2 separate regions of the Rattus norvegicus genome follow, and region 1 is linked to region 2. Evidence: chromatin contacts called from public Hi-C data. All regions are on one chromosome and are shown on one strand. The core of a region is the stretch at or near the end of the contact, and the rest is flanking DNA. Distances in the headings are between cores, read along the strand shown.

Region 1 (4,664 bases), core at 24-2,523, 360 kb before region 2:
CCCAGAGTCCCATTTTCTGGGACCTCGGTGTTTCTCTAACACGGTGCCAGAACAGTGTAGCACACATTTCTGCAGAGGCATCATGGGTTTTGTGACCAGGCTCAGGGAAAACAGGGCGTCTGTGAGGTGCGCACACAGTAACTTTTCTCGCTTTCTGCTTATGTTGGTTGTGGTTGTCCATGGACTGGTTTGGGGCTCTGCCCTCAGGAAGCCTTGAGAAGTAAGGAGTGGCCTTCACTTAGCCACTGGGTCCATCCTTTCTCAAGAATAAGCGAACTTTATTCTTACTCCAGTTTTCTGCTTGGTGTCTCTGGCCAGCTCTTGGTTTCCCCTTCTTTGTGTACTAATTTCTGTGTTTCATTTCTACATTTTGAGCTGCTGTGGATATTTTTGTGTTATTTGCTTTTTGTATTTTATACCAAATGTAAGTGATTTAGAGTAAAACTGAGTAATGTCTCCGTCTCTATACTTCTATCTCCTATCTCAACCAATCCTCAGACAGAAAAGGACAAAACCTTCCCGAATCTTTTGATTATACCTCAGAATTTTCTTAGTTCTCCTAACGTCTCTTCTCAAAAAGTAAAAGTCCGGGACGTTAAGCGGATATTTGGTTTGTCTCTTCCTCACCCCACAAGGACTCTTACCTTTGAAAAGAAGAATTCTGCTGATAAAATGACTTAATCCACCTTGGCACAGTGGAAGGGACACTTGGCAGTACACTGCTGTGACCAAGGTCACACACCAGACATTAGATCAGCTGGAAGTCCTCTCTGGGTTCCTGCCGGGTCACTTTAGGAGACAGGACAGCGCTGGGCGTGGTGAAGGCAGCCTGTGACTGGTGGCTTGGCTTCCCAGCCTGGTGGACCTGACTGAGCTCTCTGTGGTGCCCGAGTGCATCTGGCTTGGGGAAGGGACTTTTTCCGAACCCCTGGCCTCAGTATCTGATGGGACTTGGAGTCAGGCATGGCGGAGTGGCTCATAGGCCACAGGACTCTGTGTTCTAGCTTGTTTGCTCTGGCCTGGCTGTGAGGCCGCAGCTCTGCTACGAGCCTCTCAGAATTCTGTCTTCTGGTAGCCTTCCTTTTCTCTCTTTGTATTTCTCTCCGTTACCAACAGGATCCCCGAGTTATGTATATGCTCAGCCACTAGCAAGAGTAAGCATCAGATGCTTCCTTCCTGGGCCCAGTTCAGTGGCTGCCCTGAGGCTGGCCCCTGTCTCAGCCTTGCCTGACCTTCTGTGGGTCATCCCAACAGACAGGATGTCCTTGACTGCCTGGCCGGCCCTCACTAGTGCAATACACAGGGTTGGCTTGCCCATTCCTTTTCTGCCCAGAGGCACCAGGCCCAGCCTGTCCCTTATGAGCTGGCCTCGAGTGACCCCGCTGAGCTACATCAGCTGGTGTCTCTCCTAAGAAGTACATTTTGGCTCTGAAGTACATCCTTGGGTGTATTTGTAATTACTGAGCTCTCATGACAGCTGTATTCCCTATCCCCATAGGTTTATTGGGTTCCTGACTTGAGAGTCTTCCTCGTAGAGCCTCTTCCAATCATGCCATGGGTCAAAGGCTGACCCATGAGGTAACTGTTGTGCTGATGTCAGTTGCTCCCTCTGGTATCCCCAGCCCGATTATCATATACTTCCTGTGGATTCAGTGTCATGGGTCTAAACTGAAGGGCCCTCGGATAACAGAAGGTATCCCTTCATCCATCCTTTCAGATGTGGAGTGGTGTTGACCACGTCTTAACGGTCAGGTCCTGGGGATCTGACCATAAACAGAACCGTGGACATGGGCTTCGCTATGTTCTCCTGGAGGAGGACCAAGGGTGTGGGCAGATAGCTAATGAGAAATTACCGTCGCATGTGTGGTGGGGAGGGTGGGCAGGTAAGCCTTAGAAAGCCTCTCCGATGTGTTGACCTCCCTTCTGAGAGAGAGTGGAAGGTGTTCGGTAAGAGACTTCCCGTGCAGGTATTACACGCCGTACCAGCACAGGACCAGTGATTTAGTTACTGAAGCTGTATGTAGATCATTTGGGACACGCAATGCCCAACAGTGAAGCCCACGAGAACTTCCGCAGTAGTCCAGATAAGGATAGAGGACCCATGCTTCAACACTTGGCAGGCAAGAGAATTCCAACAGTGTTTAGTTGGGTTGCTCCCCCTCCCCCAACGTGTTTTCAGGCTTACAGAGAGTGGCAGAAGCAAGGGAGGATTCCCTACCAGGTTTAGAAAAGGAAGGGCCGGTGTAGCTCAGACCGCAGGCGCAGCTGCACAAGCAGCTTTGCCTTGAACACCGTCGGCAGGCTTGGGACTCTTCTCATTGGCTTCTGTAGTTCTGTCTGCCACCCGGCTGAGCGTGCTCTGTTTAAGTGAGTGCCGCTTTCCAAGCCGGTGTTGTCTCCAGGCTTTGACTGTACGGGGTGGTGGGAGGACAGGAACCAGTTAAGTTTATGGGTAGCATTATGGAGTTTGTAACTTTTTATCTAAATACAACGTTTGCAATTTCCACCAACGCTCAGCAAGACGCCGGCAGATCCTGGTCTTTGGGAACTGGGTGGGACCCACACATCCTATTCTTTTTCTCTGTGGAAACAGAGGCCTGGAAGATTAAGTCCGCTCGCTCCCCATCACTCAGCTAGTTGATGTAATTTATTGCAGAGACTGGAATCCTAGCTTACCAGCTCTTGATTTAGGACCTTCCCTGCCTTTCATTTCTTTGGCTCCCCACTGGGTTTGAAATGGAATTGTGTTATGCTGTGGTGTTAATAGCCAAAAGAGACTTTCAAGCAGTTGCACTAATGTAGGGTTGTTGTTTTTTTTTTTTAATATGTTAAGAGTAAAAACTTGAAGATTTTTACGTATAGTGGGCTGAGCTTGCTTTAGAATATTTTGTTTTTATCAACGCTAATTCTAATCACCTAATGGGGAGTCGTAATAGTCCAGAGCTGCATGTTATCAGAGGCTTCCCCCAGCTTCTGCAAGGCTGATGGAAGGCGAGGCAGAAGACTTTTATGAGTATTTATGGGCCTGATGAAACAATGCATCTGCTGGCAACTAATTGCTGCTCTTTCTAGGAACAGCAAGCCATGTGACAGGCCCTGCCCCAGCAGGGACGGCTCCATTTCACTTTCAAAGGCATTAGTACCCTTTTTTGTTTTTCTTTTTTTTTTTTTGAGAAAGTCCATGACTCTTTCTCTCCCTACCATTGGGCTGCATCATTTACCTGGTCGCCTTCAGTTCATTAACCGTGGCTGCGTACTGGAATTCCCTGGGCGACCCAGAGAGTACCGATGTCCTGGTGCTATTCCTGGCCGTACAAATCAATCAGAGTTTCTGGGAGTAGACTCCAGGCAGTGACATCAGGCACGGGCCCTCGCACTGATGCGTGTACAAACAAGCCCAGGCACACACTCTCTGAAGGATTTTCCATCGTATCAGGGCCCAGAGCAAGTATGATGCCCACTACTGACGTCAAAATGTTGGGGATATCAGGCTAAATGCACACAAAAATAAAGTGGGAGGGATTTCGCATTACCTGGAGAAGTTGAATTTAGGCCATGATGGTGGTGGCCCACGTCTTTAATCCCAGCACTCCGGAGGCGGAGGCAGGTGGATCCCTGAGTTGGAGGCCAGCCTGGCCTACAGAGTAAAGAGCCAGGGCTACACAGAGAAACCCCTTGTCTTGGGGCAGGGGTTGGGGGGGGGGAGGAGTGGAAGGGAAGGAGTTGAATTCAGGGCATAATATTTTTATGGTTAATTCACATTGTGTGGTACTTGTTCCTTCATTCTCTGTGCTCTATAGATCAAGCTCTGACCAGCTGGGGCTAGGACCTGCCAGTGAGAACCTGCATGCGCCTCTCACATACAAATCGTGAAGAGAGAGGACAGAGGCAGGTGGCCCTGGAGCATCTTGGGTAGCAGGCTGTATGCCTCTGACTTCTTTTGTCATTAAAAATGAGTTTGGGGGCTGGAGAGATGGCTCAGGGCTTAAGCATCTTTTTGCGGCTCTTCCTGAAGGCCTGTGGTATTTGTTTCCGGCACCCATGTATGTTGGCTCATAACGCCTAGTGACTCCAGCTTCTGGGGACCTGGTGTCCTCTTCTGGTTTTCATGGGTGCTCACGTGTGTGTGTGTGTGTGTGTGTGTGTGTGTGTGTGTGTGTGTGTGTGTGTGTAGTGCCACTGGAGAGACACAAGTTCCAGAGTTAAAGGTCATCTTCAGCGGCTCAGGGAGGTGTAGGCCTGAGCTCTGCAGAGCCCTTCAGTATATAGAGGAGGCAAGGTTAACATGGGGATATTTAATAACATCCTTAGGGCCACCCACGTGTGTGGGGCCAAATTATCAACTTAGGTGCTTTGACTTCCAAGCCTGCTGACTTCTACCCTATAAAAAGCACCTTATCAAAATACGTTTTCCCCTTCGCCTAATTCGGATATGCTCCAGTGCTCCGAGTCCCCACGGATCCCATTGCTCTTGTTAGACCCAAGCTCAGGGGCTTTCGGGAGATCCTGTTTCTTTCCTGTTGTCATGAGAGTCCCTCACTCCTGATGTCTCCCATTTCCTAATCTCCTTTGGTCCTTTGAAGAGGGGGGTTGGGTCTGAGGCAAGGCCATGAATCTCTCTCCCCCTGCAGGTCCCCTTGCTGTCTCCAGAGTCCCAAAGACTA
Region 2 (4,291 bases), core at 487-2,986:
ACTTAAGATAACAATGTGCTGTAGATCTGCAGAGGGGGAAGGGGATAGAAGATCTCAAGACTGTGTCCCAAGGTGAAACATAAGCGAGTCCCGAATTATCTCAGTGTAATGTGCCAGCTGGCCCCTGGTGCTTCACAGGCAAGCTGGGTAAGGATTCGACTAGCCTCCGGGGCTTCGCCCAGCGGGCAGCTGGCGCGGGAGAAGGGCGCCCTCTGCCGAGGGTGAAGGAAAATACAGTCTGGCAGTTGGTGAACCCTATGACTAGACTTCACTTCTAGAAGGCTGTTAAAAATAAAGCAACCAGGAGATGTTCCTCACAAGCTCTTTCTTAGCCCCTTCCTTTCAGTTCTGAGCATAAAATCCGGTGGCTAATTGCAGGTGCTGATTCCAAGGGGGAGGTGTGCCCCCCCTACTCCAGAGACCTTAATTTCTAAGAAAGACAACCGATTATTACTATTTTTTTTTACCCTATTACCTTCCATTTCTCAGACTCTAGAACTAGGGAGACTTGGTGCTGGGGAAGATCTCAGACACCTTTTAGTAGGGAGCAACTCAGACCCACGGTAAAGCCACACACACACACACACACACACACACACACACACACACACACACACACACGTCAAGTTTCCTATCTACAAAACCGAGAGGCTGAATTCGACGGCCAGGTGGTTCCAACTCTGGTGGTGTCTGACTGGTGTCCTATTTTAGACCCAGCTTTTGTCCACAGAGAGAAAACAGCAGCTAGTGAGGAATCGTGAACCAACAGAAACAATGTGTGGGGACCATCTAATCAGTTTCCTCCCCCAGGAAAGGTGGAAATACCTTTCTAAGGACCTGAGTCTCTTTATTGAATCTTGAGTGACACCTAGTGGTTCGCCCGCCTCACCGTCGTCACCTACAGTTCTGCTCAGAGGGGTTTTGAGAAAACTGGAGCTCCTCCTTGCCTTCAAAGACCTGGGGAATCAAAGGCAGCGCCCAAGGTTCCTAGCACTTCCCCGGAAGCATGCGCCGTCACCTACCACAATCCCGCTCTTTGTTGTATGTGATTCCGAAAGAAACGCTCTTAGCTGGAGAGCATGCTCAACTGACACGTGTTTCTAGCAGTGAATGTGTTAAGCTAGAGGCTCTCCCAGGTGCTGGCAACACAAAGATGCCCTGGGCTAGGCTCCTGCTCTCAAGAAATGTAGAGCCTAGGTAGGTGTAGGAAATGGACCCAGGAGCTGCGTGGGAGGGGGATTGCGTGGGAGGGGGATTGCGTGGGAGGTGTTTTATTTTATAAACACCATAGTCCCCTGGAAAAATGGATGTGTGTGTGTCATTTGTGGAAGGACAAGGAAGAGAGCAGTCACCACTTGAGCTGGGTCCTGAAGGTCAACTAGCATGATAGAATAAAAGTGGATTGACAGCCCACAATGTACACATCCTTCCTCTCAGTGGTTCAAGCGATGAACTTGAGTGCGGCCGGGAAGAGAATCTGCGGGTGTGGTTAAGATCCCTGGGTCTGCCAATCTTAAAAATCTAAAGATTGTCCAGTGCAGGCCTCGCCCAATCAGCTGAATACTTTAAAGGGACTGGAATGTTCCTGGCAGAAGAGATTGGAGACTCAAAAGGACTCTTGTGGAGTTTTCCCTGATTGGCTGTTCATGCGGAATTTGGCTAGCCAGGAGAGAGCTGAGAGCCAAGCTGTGAGAAAGTGGGTTCTGACAGTGGCCAGTGAGCTGGGAGGGAAGCCAGAGCTTGCTTTGCGAACAACCAAGTCCCAGCTGACACCCGAGTTTAGCTTTGCAAGACTATGGAGAGAGGACTCCGGCTGTCTGTGCTGAGCTATAAAACTATGATTAACCAATTGGAGGGGATTTGAGCTGATGGATCTGCAATGTGTTCAGGAGCCACAGAAGATGGAGGGGGTTGGCCATTTGAGAAGGGTAAGCAGGACAGCAAAGGCTCGGAGGCAGGGTGCACTTGGAGAACAAAAGCCATCTGGTTAGCAGGACCATGCAAGCAAATGAGAAAGAAAAACCCATCATTAAGAACAAACAAGGCCTTGGGTGAGAGACACCATGTCCTTGTGCAGACTGATGGCTCCCTGTACCTCTGTGTTCACAGTGTAAAAGCCTAGAGTTATATTAGTGGTATAGTAGTGCACAGAGAGGGCTCAGCACAGTAAAGGAACTGTAAAGTGTTCAGAAGATGTTAGGCAATGACAGTTGTAGCCATTAACCCAGCAGACACCACACTAGACTGAAAGGCCTTGGCCGTGGGGTGGGTTTTTGGGGGTGGGGATTGGGAATGGGGGGTTGGGTTGCAGGAGCATCTAAGAACTATAAACCCCAGAATTACCTAACCCTACCTTTGTTCTTACTAAATCAGACCCCAGAAGCAAGGTCTGAAGACCTGAACTCCCAAAAAGCTTCCAGAAAGAGAAGTTGTAACTACACCATTGCAGTAGCTAAACACCAGTAAGCAGATGGTAGAGTACAGAAAAGGCCGTGAGGACAGGGCATGTTCATGACGGGCTTTGAGGGAGCAGCATCTAAGGGGGCTGAACGGGGTCCCCAGAGGATGTGCTGGGATCATTCTGAGAGGTGGGTGGGGGGTGGGGATGACGAGTGGTCTTACTGGGTTGTGAAAGTCCAGGAATCTTGTGGGCATGCAGCCGGGAAACCATATAGACAGAAACATTCAACTCAGGAGCCATATTGGGACTGGAATTACAATGTCCATGAGTGCGTGATGTCATAGGATGATGTCAAGAACAGAACCAAAAATGTGGAGGGTGGGGACCTCTTTGGAACTCAGAACAAGCCGTCAGAAAGACAGGAAGGGTGCTGAGTGGGGCATGGGCCAAGGAGACACTGGCCACCACTGTCCCTAGCCTTGGAAGACTCCAAACGGACAAAGTACAGCACCTGCTCCCTCAACTGTGAGATCTGTAGCTCTCACAGACTGTGACCTGGGCATGGACCAGAAGCAAGAGACGAGTTGTGTTCTTCAGGTTCGGAAGAGAAAGGGGAAAACAGGGTAGGGCAGAAGCTAGAAATGGGAACAGCCTTGCCCTGCACCAGTTCCGTCGGTGTGAACCTAGACATGCCATCAATAGGCACGGCTGTGGCAGGCGGCTGTGAACCTGCTGACCTTGAACTGCACACGGTGAGAAGCGTAAGTCTCTAGGGAGGGAACGGTCGCCGGGTTGCTGGGTGTGTGCTTATGTTCCAAAGTGTGCACCAGGGTTCCAAAGAGTGTGCAGTTATGCTCGAAAGTGTGCCACGGGGTTCACGGGGTAGACAAGACAATTGGACAGAGGCTCTTCTCTCTGGGGACCTGAAGGCTGGCTGGCCAAAGGACACTGAGCTGCAGAAATCCTAGCTGGGATTAAAGAGTGCAACTCTATGAAGACCAACTGTACGCTCTGGGGAAAGTCACTTTAGCACTCGCTACCCCAAGAGCTCATCCATACAGCGGAACCATAGTCAGACGTACCCAGGGCTCCCACAGTGGTGGTTCACCCTAAGTGCTAATACATGCAGTGGTCCTGAAGAGCATTTGTATTTTATAAGTCAGACAAGGGCAGATGGGTCACAACCCCGTGGAAATCCCACACCAACGAGCCGAAGTCCTTGACTGTGATCCACAAGGCCATCTGCTACTGTCCTCCTTTAGTCCTCTGTCCCTGGATGCTCACTGCTCCAGCCTGGTCGTCCTTGTGATTGATGGGCATTGCTCATCGGACATGTGGAGCTCTACCCCCCACACCATATATAGGCAGCTACCAAGGCACTTTCTTCTTCTGTAGATGTACGTCACGGGAATGCACAAGAACTTGCTGGAACTTTGGAATGGATGCCATCACCCCACACAGCTGCTCAGTCTATGCCTAGACACAGAGAGGCAGAACTTAATTTCTAAAGTAAAATTCAGCAGCTGACACAAGCTCAGGTCCCTCTGCTTGAAGGACTCAGAGCTCAAATGCTGGAACTACACTGCCTAGTTTTAAACCCTGGCTTGGCCATCATTCGTGTAAGGTCTCTGTGTTCCTCACATCCTGCAAGATAAGAACAATAATGATACCTGCCTATCTCATGAGGGTTATGACGATGTATGTGTGAATGCACACACACACACACACACACACACACACACATACACATACACAGACACCACACCACACATTCACACACATATACACATCACACATACCACACATACACATATACACCACATGCCACACTACACAGTACACCATACACACACACATACAAACACCACGCACACACACACACATACACAA

What was found. Hi-C and Micro-C count contacts between places; a contact is called where the count stands out from the background.
Region 1: a Hi-C map of mammary epithelial cells shows a contact between it and region 2, with 2.6 times the contacts expected there. The contact joins two enhancer-like sites. A contact is called at or near these places in 3 of 12 Hi-C or Micro-C datasets (hepatocytes, mammary epithelial cells and psoas muscle).

The regions. Positions count from the first base shown.
Region 1 is chr7:31,830,065-31,834,728 of GRCr8, reverse strand. The region is part of intron 2 of Cradd (CASP2 and RIPK1 domain containing adaptor with death domain); the gene reads left to right. The region is part of intron 3 of LOC134479863 (death domain-containing protein CRADD-like); the gene reads left to right. Among named protein-coding and RNA genes, the nearest start is that of Cradd, 7.4 kb to the left of the region's middle. Within about 2 kb of position 1,273, at least 13 of the 93 cell types and tissues checked have an H3K27ac peak or open chromatin away from gene starts, as enhancers often do.
Region 2 is chr7:31,474,131-31,478,421 of GRCr8, reverse strand. No RefSeq gene overlaps it. Among named protein-coding and RNA genes, the nearest start is that of Plxnc1, 46 kb to the right of the region's middle. Within about 2 kb of position 1,736, at least 29 of the 93 cell types and tissues checked have an H3K27ac peak or open chromatin away from gene starts, as enhancers often do.